Regions from separate parts of the Ovis aries genome. Here regions 1 and 3 are each linked to region 2. The links are chromatin contacts, called in public Hi-C maps. All regions are on one chromosome and are shown on one strand. The core of a region is the stretch at or near the end of the contact, and the rest is flanking DNA. Distances in the headings are between cores, read along the strand shown.

The links. Hi-C and Micro-C count contacts between places; a contact is called where the count stands out from the background.
Region 1: a Hi-C map of hypothalamus shows a contact between it and region 2, with 6 times the contacts expected there. The contact joins the promoter of ITGA9 here to the enhancer-like site in region 2. A contact is called at or near these places in 7 of 16 Hi-C or Micro-C datasets (hypothalamus, mesenteric adipose tissue, muscle and 3 more).
Region 3: a Hi-C map of hypothalamus shows a contact between it and region 2, with 5 times the contacts expected there. The contact joins two enhancer-like sites. A contact is called at or near these places in 4 of 16 Hi-C or Micro-C datasets (hypothalamus, muscle, skin fibroblasts and 1 more).

Annotation. Positions count from the first base shown.
Region 1 is chr19:10,932,083-10,935,500 of ARS-UI_Ramb_v3.0, forward strand. It overlaps ITGA9 (integrin subunit alpha 9), which reads left to right and starts at 1,988. Exons shown (of 28, transcript XM_004018225.5): 1 at 1,988-2,402. The coding sequence starts at 2,218.
Region 2 is chr19:11,291,395-11,294,915 of ARS-UI_Ramb_v3.0, forward strand. The region is part of intron 27 of ITGA9 (integrin subunit alpha 9); the gene reads left to right. Among named protein-coding and RNA genes, the nearest start is that of CTDSPL, 45 kb to the right of the region's middle. Within about 2 kb of position 2,022, at least 11 of the 54 cell types and tissues checked have an H3K27ac peak or open chromatin away from gene starts, as enhancers often do. A contact at or near this core is called in hypothalamus, where this site is marked.
Region 3 is chr19:10,857,910-10,861,910 of ARS-UI_Ramb_v3.0, forward strand. GOLGA4 (golgin A4) reads left to right here. Exons shown (of 22, transcript XM_060402790.1): 9 at 1,009-1,156. Among named protein-coding and RNA genes, the nearest start is that of GOLGA4, 53 kb to the left of the region's middle. Within about 2 kb of position 1,657, at least 5 of the 54 cell types and tissues checked have an H3K27ac peak or open chromatin away from gene starts, as enhancers often do. A contact at or near this core is called in hypothalamus, where this site is marked.

The DNA.
Region 1 (3,418 bases), core at 738-3,237, 360 kb before region 2:
AGGATAACTTTCTTCCATAGGTTGGCTGGTCTCTTTAACCTATGCTGGGAGTGCAAGTGAGTTTCAGCCCCTCAACAGAGGCCAGGCTATTCTAACAGGATTTCACTTTGATGAATGCTTTGGCTTTATGGATAGAGCCTCTTCTACATCCCATTGCTGGCTCTCTGTAGACAACTTAGGCAGTACAAAAGGACAGATAGATGGTAGATGGGTAAGTAGGAAGATAGACGGATAGATGATGCGTAAGTCAACAAGAACAGCCCACAATCTCAACTGTAACCATAACTAACGTTTCAGGTAAACATCCAGACCTCTTTTTTGGGGGGGGCATTATTAATTTTACTTATTGCTTACTTGTTTTATATTTTATTAATTTTTTTGATTATGTCATTCTTTTAAAAAAATTCTAAAAATATAATTTCAAAAGGTTACACTCCAGTTACTATAAAATATTGACTGTTCCCCATGTTGCAAAATACATCCTTAAGCATATTTTACATCTAGTAGTTTGTATCTCCCACTCCTCTACCCCCATATTATCCCTGCCCCCTCCCCACTCAGACCTCTTTTTGAATCCTTGCTATTCATCCTGGGACACTCAGATAAATCACTTTTCCTCAGTGCCTTAGTTTCCTCATTTCTATTATTGTTATTATTTTGTCAGGGGGGCATGATCTGTGGCTTACTGGATCTCAGTTACCTGACCAGGGACTGAACCTGGGCAATAGTCTTGGACGCGCAGGGTCCTAACCACTAGGCTACCAGGGAACTCTCTCATATCTTTTTTTATGAGCATGTGGACAGAGGAGCCTGGCAGGCCACAGTCCATGGGATGGCAAAGAATAACAGCAGGACTTAGTGACTGAACAACAAAATTTTCAGCATGTTGGAACTTGGGGAGTTACAGCTCAAACAGTGCTCACAGGGAAATTTAGTGTGTGTGTATACACATGTATCATCAGTTCAGTCACTCAGTCGTGTCTGACTCTTTGCGACCCCGTGGACTGCAGCACGCCAGGCTTCCCTGTCCATCACCAACTCCCAGAGCTTACTCAAACTTATGTCCATACAGTCGGTGATGCCATCCAACCTTCTCATCCTTTGTCGTCCCCTTCTCCTCCTGCCTTCAATCTTTCCCAGCATCAGGGTCAGTTCTTCGCACCAGGTGGCCAAAGTATTGGAATTTCAGCTTCAGCATCAATCCTTCCAATGAACACCCAGGACTGATTTCCTTTGGGATGGACTGGTTGGATCTCCTTGCAGTCCAAGGGATTCTCAGGAGTCTTCTCCACCACCGCCACAGTTCAAAAGCATCAGTTCTTTGGTGCTCAGCTTTCTTTATGGTCCAACTCTCATATCCATACATGACTACTGGAAAAACCATAGCTTTGACTGGACAGACCTTTGTTGGCAAAGTAAGTTCTCTGTATTTTAATATAATGTCTAGGTTGGTCATAGCTTTTCTTTCAAGGAGCAATATAATATTTTATATATACTGCATATTACAAATAATATATATATTAGAAAAACAAAAATAGGCTAAAAATCTAAGCGTTCATCTCATGGTACTAGAGAAAAATGTTGCAAATCTAGAGAAAGTAGAAGAAAAGAAAGATAAAAACAAATTGATAAAATTTTAAAATTGGAAAGTAAATGCGTTACAGAAAAAATCATTAACGTTAAAAGTGGGTTCTTTAAAAAATTAATAAAATTAATGGTTCCTACAAAGACATATCAAGAAATGAGTAAAAACACAAAATACAAGTAGGGTGGCCTCAGGGCCCGGCGCCCAGGGCTCGCCGGGGACACGGCGCTGGGGCGGGTCTCTGGGCTCCTCCGCGGCCGCGGGAGGTGGTGCCGGGCTCGCGGCCCGCAGGGAGCGCTGCTGCGCCGTTCCGCCGCCGGCCACTCAGGCCGCCCACCCCGCGGGCGCGCCTCTCCGCAGTCCAGCGCCGCCCGGCCCGGGACCCACTCGCTCCGAGCGCGCACACTTCTCGGCTGGACAGAGGACGCCGGCCGCTCCGGGCCGCCCCTGTGCTCTCCTACGGCGCCCGCTCGGCCCACCGCCCCCAGCCCGGCACCGCGTCCCGCCTGAGCCCGAGCGCAGGGTTCCGGCCCCCAGGAGCCTCTCGGCCGTCGGCGGACCCCTCGGCCCCTCCGCCGGCGCGCTCGGCGCCCTGCTCGCGGGGCTCAGGGGAGGGCGGCGGCCAGCTGGGGATGGGCGGCTCGGCGGCGCAGAGGGGCGCCGGGGGGCTCCGCGCGCTGCTCCTGGCGTTGGTGGCTGCAGGGACCCCTGCGGGCGCCTACAACCTGGACCCGCAGCGCCCAGTGCGCTTCCAAGGTCCTGCCGGGTCCTTCTTCGGCTACGCGGTGCTGGAGCACTTCCACGACAACACGCGCTGGTGAGTGCCCTCCCGGCCCGGACCCCGACCGCAGCCCGGCCCGGCCGGGTCCCGCTGCAGCCCCCAGGCCGCCGCCGCCTTTCCGGCCTCTCCACGCCGCCGTCCCGAGGGGGCGATTTAAATGTCTCCGTTGCGCGCAGCCCGGCCGCCTAGGAAAAGAAGGGACGAGGGAAGACACAGTCTCCGGTCCCGGACGACCCGGTGGGCTCCCCAGGCGGAGGGGGCCGGGCGCCTCTCCGGGTGGGAGAACCACCGGGATTGCCCCTCGGCCTCCCAGGCAGTCTCGGCTTAACTCGGGGTCGCGAAGTAACTTGGTTACTCTGCCTCCACGGGGCTCCAGAGGCCGGGCCAGCACCTCGAAAGTCCCTCTCCGGGGTGACCGGCAGACTTCTCAGTTTCGAGAACTCTTGGTGACTCCCCCCACCCCCCACTACGACTGCCTCGGTTTAAGCCACTCCTGCCGGCTCTGCCGCTGGAAGCAGCGTAACCGCGAAATGCGAGGGCGAGTGGGCTCGCTCGGTGTGCCTGGGGGAGATGCCAGCTGAGTGGTCCTCAGGCTCATCAGCCCCTCTGGGGAAGCGAGCCGAGAGGGTCGGGAAGGCAGGGAAGGCGGACAATCCAGGACGCTCAGTGACAAGGCCGGTAGGGCTGGCTAGTGAGTGATTTCTGGGGCGGCCAGGGTCTCATCGCACATGGAGGCGGCTGCCCTGGAGACAAGCACTATATAGCGGCCGAGGAGGACAGCTGCCCCCTGAATGTCCCCCTGAGAGCCCCTAGGAGTGGGAGCTCTCCTCATTAGGCACTATCTGCAAAGGGGTGCAGAGCTTGAGTGGCCAACCCCAGAGGAGAAGCACCAGGGAGGTTGGTCTCTCCTTGGCCCTTTCGTCGGGCATAAGAGCAAGTGAAACAACCACAGGAGAGGTCAGGCACTCCTCAAAGAGGTAGGGCGTGGATTGTTCCCCAGTGGAGGCCTAGGCGGCAGCTAGTCCAGGACTGGTTTTATTGTGAGCATCCTT
Region 2 (3,521 bases), core at 772-3,271:
CCTTCACTCAGCAAACTTTACTGGATCCTTGCTAGGTAGCCAACTCAGGATGAAATGACAGAGGTAATAAGTAACAGAGCCCTCTCTCTATCTTGAAGAGTCTGGGAAAAGCAATTAAGTGACCAGAGATGGTGAGTGAGCCCAGCATGTGCAGCTCTGGGCCAGGTAAAGAGCCTGTACCACCAGCTCTTGGCTCCGCCTACGGGTCACCATGGTGCCACCAACATGCCCATCATCGCCTGTTTGTCTTAAACAGAAGCCTCTTGTGGGGTCAGCAAATGCCTTCTCCAGAGCCGAACTCCAGGCTCCTTGCCTCGTGCTTGCCCCCTTCTCTGCCTCTGGGCCTTACAGAAGGCTGGCTGCTGGCATGTCAGGCACTCTCTCCTGCTCCGCAGCGGCAGATCCTGGCTCTGACACAAAATCCACAGTGAGGGCCCCCCAGCTAACCAGATCCTTCTTCAATCTGAAATGGATCCTAATCAGCTTTCCCAGAGCCAGGCTGTTAGCAGACATTGGGAGCCATAATTTAAACTTTCTGTGCAAGGATTACAGTAGCCTGCCAAACCACCATGCAGGAAGAAAACTTTGAAATAGGAAACTCTTTTAAGGGAGAAAAATTCAAATGAGTCCCCTCTCCTTTCCTTTGGCTCCCGATTGGTTTTGAAATGGCCTGGCCCTGGGGCCTCTTCAAGACAGTCATAAAGGCCTGTTTATAGGAGGAAGTTTCATTATTGTTCAGATGGTGTATGGGACTTGCACCTTTAAGGAGTGCCTTCAGCTCGTCAAGCCAGCCTTTGAGTCAAGTGGTGAAAGAGTAGAGATGCTGGGATGTTTTTACTTCAAGAGGAAAAGCCTCATTGAGGGCCCCAGACTTCTCTCTCCTCTTCTGCCTGCTCCCTTGTACAATTTGCCAAAACAAACAGGCCACCACTTGGTGAAGGAGAAAACTTCATCCTTCTCTTCTGCTTCCAACCCAAGAACCGTTCCCTCCCTCCTCTTGGCGCCTTTTGCCAATGAGATGGCCTGGAGCAAAGGGCAGTGCCATCACCTGGTCAAAACCATGGCCAGCCTCTTCCCAAAAGGCCCAGGACCTGCCAGCTTTGTCTGCTCTCAGGTGTTGTAGAGGTGGGCCACGCAGCGGGTTTGCCATCCTCTTCAGAAAGGCCAACTCGAACCCTCTGTCCGCCGAACCTGTTCTAAGAGCCTGCTGCTCTGGAGCTGGCTTTGGGTGCCTGGTTTTCACTTGAGAGCATTGCTGCAAACCTCAAGCAGAAGCACTTAGAAAAAGAAATCTATGAAAAGGCTCAGAGGCTGTGTAGGTTTGGCAGCCCCTCCAGGAGTCATTGGGGGGTTATCACCTTCCCTCCAGCTGGGCTAGGAGAACCCTTCCTTGCTTCTCCTGCAGAGAAAAAGAAAATGCACAGGCACACACATATATACACCCCCTTTGCACTGGCTCAATTGAAACCATGTGCCAGAGACACTCGGTGGAGACTTATTTATGTTTGGAAGTAAATATTGGGTTGATGTTGCACTGTTGACATCTCGAGACAGAGACGTGCTATGTAAATAGTCAAGGAACTTGAAAGGGCTGATAAACATGAGGCCCTGAGTTAGTCCAAAGAAGGAGTATGTCTGAGGCCCTTAGAATAGCTACCCGGGAGGCATCCCAAAGGCCAGGGAGGAGTAGGTGGAGGGTCTCCCTAAAGACCAAGCACCATGGGGTTGTTCAGCTGTTCCTCACTCACCCCAGACTGGGCTGGGAAGGAGGAACCTGATGCTGCAAGCTGTGGAACCCCAGAACCCGGTGATTCTCACTTCTTCCTTGGCCCCAGGCCTCTCACAGTCTTCCTAATTAGGGCTATTCAAGGGGAAACCGGCTGTTTCCCTAGGAATTTTCTGGCAGGTTTTTGATACAAGTTTGCATGAGAAAGTTGTGTGAATCTGTCAGGTCTGAGGGAGCCGCCCATGGTACTACAGGCCCCCTCTGGAGCAACACAGACAAGAAGCCAGAAAAGCCCCTGCTCTCTCAGCTTCCAGCAGAGCCAAGTTTGGCTGGAGTCTCCCTTCCTGTAGGGTTTCCATGAGTGTTTCCTCTGCTACAGACAGATCAATTATAAACAGAATCTTTTGCCCCTCAAGTGCAAAGCAGGCACTCGAAGGTTCCCAGGAAAAGTGTAGGAAAACACAGACTCCACTGGCTTAGCATTGAATGAGGGGCTACTTAGGGTCTGATTTAACTCATCATGGATCATTTCCCAGCACCCTCAGCATGGGCTCAACCTGCCCTGAAAATATAAGTTTGTTCAGCATCTCTTCAAGATTTTCCCCAAATTAACCATGAACACTAATGAGGGTGAAAGTGTAGGCCTGCTGCAGGGGAGAAGTGCCTTTATAGTCTTGATTTATCTTTGTGTTTAAGAGTTTTAGACTTCTTTATACTTTATAATATATCCATACTTTAATATAAAAATTCAAAATTAACATTCCCGAAAACTCTTTGTGAAAAATTGATACTGGGTAAGGACTTTGTGCCCTGAGCCTTCTGCGTGTGAGAGCTGGGTACACAGCTGTGTGCTTCATAAGCTGCAGTGCTGAGTTTGCCTTGGGAACCAACATAAAAAGCCTTCATCATGTTTCAGGGCTAGAAGAGTTCTGAGAATGCCATCCGTCTCTTGGGCGGAGACAGAGACACTGGGGTTTAGAGCCAGGAGGTGACCTGCTCATGAGCAGTAATCACAACTCCAGGCTCCCCGTGCACTGCCTCTCCTGTCCTGCCCTTCTGACTAGGTCCTATGGCACTGGGCAGGCCTGGCATGTCACAGTTGTTTAGGGGGCCATGGCTTGGTAAACTCAGAGCCTAAGCTTTGGGCTGTCTGCCAAAAGCCAAAATCAGGCTGTAAACAACAGCATGAAGGTGACAGTCTCTTTTTCTGAAATGGAGTTCATTTGATCACATAAGAAACGTTGGTTTGACGGATCCAGCTCTAGACTATATGGTGCCTTGGTGCATGCGTGCGTGCTGAGTCGCTTTAGTCATGTCCAACTCTTTGCAGCCCTATGGACTGAAGCCCACCAGGTTTCTCCATTTGTGGGATTCTCTAGGCAAGAATACTAGCGTGGGTTGCCATGGCCTCCTCCAAAGGGTCTTCCCAATCCAGGGATCAAACTCGTGTCTGCATGCGTTGTCTGCATTGCAGGCAGATTCTTTATCCACTAAGCCACCTGGGAAGCCCATGGCACCTTGGTGCAAATAAGTAAACAGCACCCTGTCCTCCAGAAGCTTTACTTCCATCTGTCAGAAAATTCAGAAAATCTGATTTTGTTAGAAAAAGATACTTGACTGCCATCTGCTGGAAATAGTTGTAATAAATTTCACATCTCTCATATCTGTGACATGAGTGGTAACCCCAACAACTTACATGCAGTGCATGGCCTGTGCTGTTTATCCAGCACTCTAGTCATGAGAATGGACCATGTTTTAAGAAATTGTCTTTGGGCTCCAGAGAAAAAGGACAGAC
Region 3 (4,001 bases), core at 407-2,906, 430 kb before region 2:
GTTTGTTGTTGTGACTCTTAAGGCTTTTTTAAATCTGTAGGTTCCACTCCTCTCTCTCTCTGTCTCTCTCCCTTTCCACTGTGAGTTGGTTTTTGAGGAAACTGAAGCCTCATGATTTTGTTTTGAAATTTGTATAATAATGCCCCTCTTACCTGGTTTTTAATCTGTTCATTAATGTTAGCCATCTGGAAGAGTCAGACCCTAAAACAAGAGTTGACAAACCCTAGAAGTAAGGTAATACTCTTGTTAATATCATAAACTAGCTGTCACAGAGTCTTAGTTTTCAAGAGACAAGTTGAACTACACTTTTTTTTTTTGTTTGTTAGTTGCAAATGACTGATTTAACATCTACTGTTTGATTATATTTCCCCCCAGCGACCTTCATTTCTTGTGTAGATTATCCAGAAAGTGGGAAGACAGTTAGCAAATTGGAGGAATGGGATTGCCCCACTGACAGTAATAAGGAGTGGTGTTGGGACCAGAGATTGTCACAAGAGGAAAGAGAAAAACCAGGTAGATCTGTACCACAGTCTCGGTCCATCCAGTGTGGCAGCGGTGACCTTATGCTCTTGGCAGCCTTTGGGTCTTCCCCTATGTTAGAGCGCAGTTCAGTAATCATGGTTGGTTGTGAGCCAAGTACAAAAGACTGTATTTTGTTGATTTATTGTAAACTGTTTACTAAGACAGGGAAAATTATAGTAAGCATTTATGAAAAGATTATAAATCGTTTAACTAAAATGTGTTTTTAACAGTTTAAAGATTGAAACTATTATTAAAACAATTTTTATATTAGAAATACCCTGATATTCTAGGTAGCTGAAGTTATTGTAGTACATAGTGTAGTATATACTCAGGACACAGACCTGAGTTTGTGAAATACTGAAATAATTCTTATGCTCTACTTAGTAAGAAACATTATGTTTTCTGCCCTTGAAAGTAAGTTTGTTGTGTGCTCTTAATAATGCAGTTTTGTTATGTAAACGCTTTAGAGTCTGCGCTTCTATTTAGGGAATGGTAATAGCAGAGACAAAACGTCAGATGCATGAAACCCTGGAAATGAAAGAAGAAGAAATTGCTCAACTTCGCAGTCGCATCAAACAGATGACTACCCAGGGAGAGGAGTTACGGGAACAGAAAGAAAAGTCTGAAAGAGCTGGTAAGAAATCAGGGGTTACTTGTTTTATGTTGGAACTCAGAAGTCATGTGAAGTGCTTGACTAACCAACATTTAGAAAAATTAGTTAAATATGGATAAAAATGTTCAATTCTAGAGCCTCTTTATAAAGACGTAGTAGGCTGTTCTTTAGAAGAGGCAGGGCTTGGCAAACTATGGCCTGTGCTGGTAATGCAGCTCATGCTGGGCCTATTATATAGAACCCTGCAAAGCCTGCAGTATTTATTATCTGGCTCTTTGTGAAAAATGTTTGGTGACCATTGCCTTGGGCTGTCAAAATTTAGGTGTACATTTTGGAAGAGCCCAGGTAGGCACAGTGTGGTACATACTAAATAACTGCTACCTTATGGATGCTTGGGGATAAACAAAAAGTATAAAATACAGTTTGCTTTTTTAAGAGAATGATGGAATAATTCAGCATTATACAGAGCAGCATTGTGTTCTGACCCAACAAATGCTAGGCTGTGAAGTGTTGAGACCCGCACAGTGTTCAGCAGGGTATGATACTGAGTAAGGCAAGACAGGAAAGGAGAGGTGCTTGAAAGGGGTGAGAGCAGAGAGAATGGGACCTCCAGGTTCATGAGGATGGGAGTTTTGAGTTGGGCCTCAGGTAGTGAATAGAATGGGCCTACACAGACAGGCGGGGCAACACACATTTCAGATTCTAGATCATAAGCAGGCACAGTGACCATAGGTGGTGTGTGTGTCAGCTGGAAATCATTCTTGCTGAAGTGGAAAATGAAGTTGGATTGTGAAGGAACTGACTGTTAAAGTCTGTAAAGATACTGAGTAGCTGAGTTTAGACTTTGGTGTGTTTTCCGTGTTAGGAAACCCGTAATAGGAAAGTATAAATGTGATGGAAACCAGTGTTGTATGTAGAAAAGAAACGAAGTGCAAAGTTGAACTTAAGAGCAAAGGTAGAAACCCAGGTTTTGGAAACTGAGAGCTTTGGCCGCCTTGTCTAGGATGGTGGATCTGGGAAGAAGAGGAGGGGTTGATTCTGCAGAATTTGGTATCCAGCCAGCTTGAAGGGGCAGAAGAAAAGCAGGAGTCTAAGAAGACATCAGAGATTTAAGGTGTGGAGACTGAATGAATCACATGACTCCAGAAGAAAGGGAGTCTAAGTGGGGATACTGAGGAATGGAGTGAACGATGAGTTTGCTTAGATTCTCTGAATTTGAGCCAATTATGCGCTTTCCAGATGGAATTGACTTGTGGAAATTTGGAAATAAGACATTGGATCGTCTTTCTGGAGTCATTAGCCTGAGGTTGCAGTCTGTGGGTCACATTACGCAAGAGGCTGATTTCTCTGAGACTGCTCTGCTGGCAGCAGTGGTGGCACCTGCTGCTGATGGCCAGCTGTCACTTTCTGCAAGGCTGTCATGAGTGCCTTGCTTGTATTCACTCACGTATGTGTGTGTATTTCATCCTTAACATTTCTGTGACCTGTATACTGTTGTTCTCATTTTACAAATAAGGAATGAGACAGGAAAACTTAAGAACATAGAAGTTAAGTAACTTGCTTAGATTCACCCACAGAAACTAAATGGGTAGTTGAGATTTGAATCTGGGCATTTTGCATCTGGCGTCTGTGCTCTTAACATAGAGATCTTGCATTTGGTGAAGAGAAGTAAATGACAAGAAAAAAGTTAACTTGGGATGTCATAGGAATAGTGGCCACTTAGGCTTCTGGGGAATATAGGAGGCATTTCCAAAAATGCAGAAGGTGGGATGAAGATTTTTTAAAATTTCTTTTAATTTGCGTGAGGATTCAATTATTAGAATGCAGTTTCAGAAATGATTTTAGAAACCAGATTGTAAGGTTTAAGGAGAGGAATGGGTCTGAATGAGAGGGGTAGTTGGTTCACACTAGATGTGCTCCGAAATATCTCCTTGCAGTTATTTTAAACCTAAGAAGATTTCCTTTTAGAGAGCATTAGTAGCAAAATCTCTCAGGTTATAATCTCTAACAACTTCCTTGAAGCAGTTGGAGACTTATGAGATGCTGTTAAACACTGGTTTCTGTGAACAGAAAAACCTATTCCAAAGTCTGAGCTTCTCATGTCGAGCCTTTTCATTTTTATTGTTGCTTTTGTTGACTGTTGTAGCCAGCTGAGAGAAAATAATGCTGGTGAAGGGTTACATTTCCTTTTTAAATTGAGGTGTATCTTGGTGACGGGATAGAAACCCATGAATAACAAATAAAATGAGGTGAATGATGAAAAGGCAGGTGAAACATACAGTTAATTCATATGTAGGATAAAAATTTCCCAGGCTGCTGTTGCAGTCAACTGTTTCGTAATATAGCCCTCCTTCTCCTACTTCTCTGAAACTCCAGATATATTTTGTCTTTATTTGTTTATTTTTTAGTTGAGGTATAGTTGATACATAAGTTTCAGGTATATAACATAGTGATTCACAATTGTTAAATGTTGTATTCCATTTATAGTTACTATAAAATATTGGCTATATTCCTTGTGCTTATACATGGTAGTTTGTACCTTTTATGTATTTTGCCTTTAAATATGATTTTTGTAAAACTTTATAAATATTTAATAGCCTATGAGTTAAAAAACTTATTTGTGTATTGTACTGTCAAAGTATTTAAAATTAATAAATACTTAAAGAGGGAATTAAGATTTATAGTTATTTAATAGAAATATTTACTTTGGAAAGTCTTTGGATAACAATGAGTGCTTTTATAGATATTTTTGAAATTATATTTGTAGTCATAATTATTGGGTTAATGATAGAAAATTGTAGCATACTGATTCCATATTGAGGATGTTGTCCTTTAAAATCTATAATGAAAGTTAGTTTTGTGCATC